2 separate regions of the Mus musculus genome follow, and region 2 is linked to region 1. Evidence: chromatin contacts called from public HiChIP or PLAC-seq data. All regions are on one chromosome and are shown on one strand. Each heading gives the region's core, a stretch centred on a gene start, on an enhancer-like site or on the middle of the called end of the contact. The rest is flanking DNA. Distances are from core to core; before and after follow the strand shown.

Region 1 (2,612 bases), core at 60-2,559:
CTCATGGTGGTATGTGCATGTGTGTGCAGAGGTGTTCACAGAATCTAGAAGAGGGAGTTGGATCCCCTGGAGCTGAAGTTATAGGCTGAGAGCTGAACTTGTGTCTTCGGCTTAGCCACCTCTCCAGTGAGTGCTCGTAACTCCCGCCATCCCTCCAATCCCCCATCATTTTTTTTTTTTAAATTTCTGTGATTTGCTTAAGAAACACATTCACTTCCAATTCACAAAGATTTCCTTCCTTCCACAGTTCCTTCTGAAAGCTTCAGCGGATTCACCTTTATCTTACTTTTTAAAAACTACCAGTTAATTTTTTTTACAAAAGGCCAGGGTTCACTTTCCACAGAGATAGTTATCCTCGTACTGCTCATGGCTCTTTAGTAGATTAATATTTAATCAGCTGTCTCTTGAATACAGTTGCTGGGGTTATTTGATAAACAGAAGACTTCCGGTGTGTCAGAGGCTCAGAGCTCATGATGTAAATAACACTTTCATTCCAGTGTGACCTACGTGTGAGGAGCCACAGAGGAAGAGAAGAACCATCAAGGCTACTGGCTATCTTGTAACAGTAAACACAGCTCACGAAATACCCAGCAAAGGAAGGTAGAAACTGGCCTACAGTTGATTATTGCACGTCTAGGAATCCCTTGGGTTGGATTTGCTCTAGCTAACATCCATGGTCCGTCCCTCTCTTCTGTTACTCTCTGGCTCTCCCCGCACCCCATTTCTATCCTCCACTGAAGCTTGATGTACCCTCATTTCGTAGTCTTCTAGAAAAAGTGATGTTAAGACCTCAGCTCTTCTCTCAGTCAGCAGAGACTTCACTGCCATGAGTTGAAATAGTCTTATTGATCAAATCACTTTTTTAGAAAAAAATTGTATTAGCTGGTTGTGGTACAAAAGTCCTTCTACTTTTAGTTGGGACGCTTGATGATCTTAACTGACTACAATTCCTTGTCTGTCAGCTACTCTTCCCTGTGAAACAGGATCAATCAGAAAGATAGTATATGGAAAGTGTTCAGAGCAATGGCTGCTTAGAGCAGTGTCGTGTATTTGGCAAAGGAAAGGTATCATAAAGGAAAGAGTAAAGAGGTCGAAAGAGAAACATTTGGGGGAGTAGGGATAGGAAACCTCTTATATATCCACACAACGAAGTTGTGAAGTTGGGAAGCGGGGTTGAAGAACACAGAACTCTCAGACAAAGGCCAAAATTTCCCATCCGTCCCACGTGAAAGACACAGTAGTAGTGAGCTTGTAACATTTAGGATTCAAAGGATCCCTGGCCAGAACCTATGTTTGGAGATCCTGCGCCACCTGCTGGTCATTCTGGGGGAATGATACTTGCCAGGTAGAGGCAGCCCCGACCCTTTGCAGACTATAAATCCATACTTTCCAGATTAAGTGGTGAAGAAAAGCTCATCTCAGAGACCTCAAGGACATGTGCAGGGACACCCGATTGTCCAGAGGACTGTGTTAGCTCACTTACTCTGTCATAACAGCATATACACTGTTGACTTCAAAGAACTGGAGTTATTTTCCCCTGTTCTAGAGGCTACAAGTCAAGGTTGAGATGCTATTGGGCTGGGTTTTTTCTGAAGCCCTTATTCTCTATTGCAGGAGATTTCCTCCTCCTCATGCCCTCCCCTCAGCAACCTATGTGTCATTTTCTCTGTATGCACACACATATTCCTGTAGTCTCTTGCCTTTTGCGTGCTTTTGGAGATCTTATTACATTTTCAAAGATGACCTTGACTGTCCCCTCCTCTGCATGGATGCTGGGATTGCAGGCTTACACTGTCTTGCTTCTCTTCTATTGTCTCTGGGTTTAAGTTTCCTTTGGACTTCAATGTGAGTAGATTAGAACCCACCGTAATAGCCTTTTAACTTAATTCTCTCTTTAAAATGCAATGTCTCTAAATGTACTCACCTTAACTTGAGGGAGGGGCTCAGTACATAGCTCTGGGTGGCCTTGAACTCGCAAAGATCTGTCTGCCTCTGCCACTGGAGTGCTAGGTCTAAAGGTATGCACCACTAAACCTGGTTGAATTATTATTTTAATATTATTATTTTAAAACTGGTTAATTTGAAGAGAGGGGACATAATTCAATGACATTAGTAGGGACCCTACAGGTTTCAACTCCAGGCCTCCTGACTGCATTCTGACTCACTGCGAGCCTTTTGGATCAGGTGTTTTCCAGTCTGAGGAAAGCTACAACAGAAATCCAGGCTGAATTGTCTATATATGTTTGTGGCTTTCTTCCAGGGTGATGAACCAACGTGAACAAGAGACTCTCATGTTCCAAGTGGATCTGAAAGTTGGGAATTAGCTTCCTACCAAGGAAACTACCTGGTCCCCAGTAGGAAGACACACTGGATCTTCCCTGGCTTTGAGCTGTTGATCAGTGCTCGGAATCAGCTATGTAGCATCCCTGTTCAGTTAGCCAGTACAGACAGCCTTCAGGGCGCTGGTGCTCAGGGGGAGAGCCCACGATTATTCAGTTGTGAAATGACAGTCATGTGATTTGCTGGCACTTGGGAACAGACTCCTAACCACAGCCACGTTCCTGCTCCACTGATGTGTAGGCACAGGAATGTAGGATCACACTCCTAATATT
Region 2 (2,612 bases), core at 37-2,536, 150 kb after region 1:
TAAATGTTCCCTAGGGTATCATCTCTAACCAGCTCATGAAACGCTAGATATGAAAGGTTCTTTCTCCCATCGGCAACCTGACTGCATGGTACAGACCACTCAAAATTTGTTCAGCACTGGGCCTTTGATATGTCTTCAGAAATGCTTCAGATGCCCTTTTCAAATTTACCATCACAGAAGTAATACATTACTGGGACAAGTCCCCCAGAGCTCACAAGGGAATAGATAAAAAGACAGCAAGCTGCTAAGAAGAAACAAAGACACTTGATGGATAGGAATTATTATACGTTTGTGGATGCACAGAGTTTGTGTAGACAGAGGTTATACATCTGAATGTAACTCCCCAGGAGTGACCCTTCAATAACATGCATCCGAGCCTATCTGGATCACCAGTTCCAACGTGTCTTTGATTCAGAAACTCTAGCGATCTTCATTGCCATGCATAGCTCGGGTTTTCAGCACGAATCTTGTATTGCGGGGTTCAGAACTAAGCTTTCCTCCTTCCATTTTGAAATGGACCTTTTAGGTTTCATTTCCCATGGTCATAAAGGGCTCCCCTTGGCTTTGCAAGGTACTCCTTGTATGTAACTGAGTTAGGCTTAACATAAATCCAACCACTAATGACATTAGTATTAGGGAGGAGAGACACTTGTTTGTTAATTTGAAAAGAAATGCCTGAGAGAGGATTAAAAGCTGAGCAAGGCTTTCTGACCACGGACATGATTATAGGGTGTCTTAGTTTTCTGCCGTTGTCTTTATAATGATCCAGGAACATTTCCTCTCCAAGACACACAATTTTCCCATAATTCAAGACTCTTTGAAGAGGAGAAATGGTAAAGAGAGACAAGAGCAATGGCGCTGTTTGTTTCCTCCTTAGGTTTTGTGCTCATTAGGAATCCTGTATCGACTCTAGCATCTTTCCCGTAGCTGCCACTTAAGCAGCTAACTGACAACCTTAGCAACAGCTTGTCCTTCAGTGATCGACTCCTGCAGCAGTCTTGAAGCATTTCAAAGGAGCAAAGGGTCCCTAAGCAGCCATCTGAAAAGACCAGCGTGAGCGGAAGTCTTACCCCTGAAAAACTGTATCTGGATGATGGTGTAAACAACACAATATGTCCATTTTCTCCCCATTGTCTCCCGAAGAGCTCACGCCAGCATTTCTGTAATGATCACAGGAGGCGATTGCTGTTTCTAGCTAAGCAAACGCTAGCCACCCTATTCGTGCTCAAAAACCTCAACTCTACCACAGGGTTGGGGCTGTTGATCGCTTGGCAAGTCCCCAGGAAATGAAATGCAGACAGGAAAGTAGTGTGGTTCAGGGCTAAGTATAACCTTCACAAGAACAATGTGGAAACTGTTCTCTGAAACCTTGCGCCTGTCTCACCTTTAAAAGACGCTTCCATATCCCAAGATTCTCTCCTTCAGTTTCTTTGTCAGTCAAGCTGCTTCTAAAATCGAAACAAAGGAAACTGTGCAGAGAAGTCCCCTTGTGCTTTTTATACATTTCCTTTCAAGAGCACAAAGTCCTTTAGCAAACACGAGCTTGCTGCCTCTTGTAATAGCTTTTCAGTCCAATCATAAGATATATTTTCTTTCCTGAATAGCCCCAGGGTGAAAGAACAATGGTTAACATATTTGATTTTAATAAACCCTGAAGAATAACTGGGAGTAATGTCAGCTATCCAACTGAATTTATTGTCTAGTTCCTTGTAGGTAAATCCACATTTCTGTGGAGGGGAGAAGTTAGGGGGTCTTTCCTACCCTTTGTCCTTACCAGTTTGGAGACCAAATGGGGAAATTGCTCACTGTCACAGCTAGGAGGCGTTTTAAATGAAGGTCTAAGAGCTTTATCTGGCTAATCCAAAAACCATAAAGAACTAAACTACACAGAGTGTCGGTGGGTATGTTAAGTCAGGTGGTCCTGATGACTTTTCCAGGGAGGGTTAGCAATTCAGATCCTTGAAGGGAGGACAGGAAGTGATGTAACTGCTCAGGGCATCTTTCTTCATCGCAGCTGGGAATTCTGTTAAGTCAGTGATGGGACTTAATAAAGCCTTCCAGGAGATGTGTTAGAAAGACTCTGATCTGTGACTTGGTGTCCCTATTAGACGAAGACAGATTATATACTTGGAGAGGAACTTTGTCACCTCTTACTACACCTGTTGTAAAACTGCAATAAAAACCCCAATTTACTGAATTCTTACTTGGAGTACTTAGACTCTTACTGCATTAAAATGAGGAAACTTTTAAAAAGAGAGCAGGAGAATGCCTCATTAAGACGAGAGAGTGTGATTTTTCAGAACTAGAGGTTCACTGTTCACAGAATCCCTGCCTTTTGCTAAGGTGGTTTATTAGAGGCACTTGGGTGTCGGTTGGTCCAATCTGTCTTAGCTATTTATTTGATTCATGGTTCATGATTCTAATACCTAGGAATTTCTGTGGCCTGAACCCATCAGATTTTTACTAATTTTCCCTTGGGATCCATCTAGACTCTTAGAGAAGACACTTCTCAGATGGCTGTGCCACACACGTTGAATGCATCTGTTATTCTGAAGTGGCAAGACCCAAGTGACAGCCCCTCCATGGCTGCCTGCTTGCAGCAGGTGGCAGCA

What was found. HiChIP or PLAC-seq counts read pairs in DNA pulled down with a chosen protein or histone mark.
Region 2: a BATF HiChIP or PLAC-seq map of CD8 T cells shows a contact between it and region 1, with 5 read pairs. The contact joins the promoter of Cd96 here to the enhancer-like site in region 1. A contact is called at or near these places in 2 of 39 promoter capture datasets (liver and pre-B cells), 6 of 484 Hi-C or Micro-C datasets (the HL-1 cell line, embryonic fibroblasts, forebrain and 2 more), 2 of 115 datasets of contacts at active chromatin or transcription factors (CD8 T cells and intestinal villus epithelium) and 1 of 9 other capture datasets (liver).

Annotation. Positions count from the first base shown.
Region 1 is chr16:45,966,377-45,968,988 of GRCm38.p6, forward strand. All of the region lies in intron 3 of Plcxd2 (phosphatidylinositol-specific phospholipase C, X domain containing 2), which reads right to left. It overlaps Gm15638 (predicted gene 15638), which reads left to right. Exons shown (of 3, transcript NR_152226.1): 2 at 498-600; 3 at 2,261-2,612. Among named protein-coding and RNA genes, the nearest start is that of Gm15638, 22 kb to the left of the region's middle. Within about 2 kb of position 1,310, at least 78 of the 459 cell types and tissues checked have an H3K27ac peak or open chromatin away from gene starts, as enhancers often do. A contact at or near this core is called in CD8 T cells, the HL-1 cell line, embryonic fibroblasts and 1 more, where this site is marked.
Region 2 is chr16:46,118,962-46,121,573 of GRCm38.p6, forward strand. Cd96 (CD96 antigen) reads right to left here and starts at 1,287. Exons shown (of 15, transcript NM_032465.2): 1 at 1,071-1,287. The coding sequence starts at 1,131.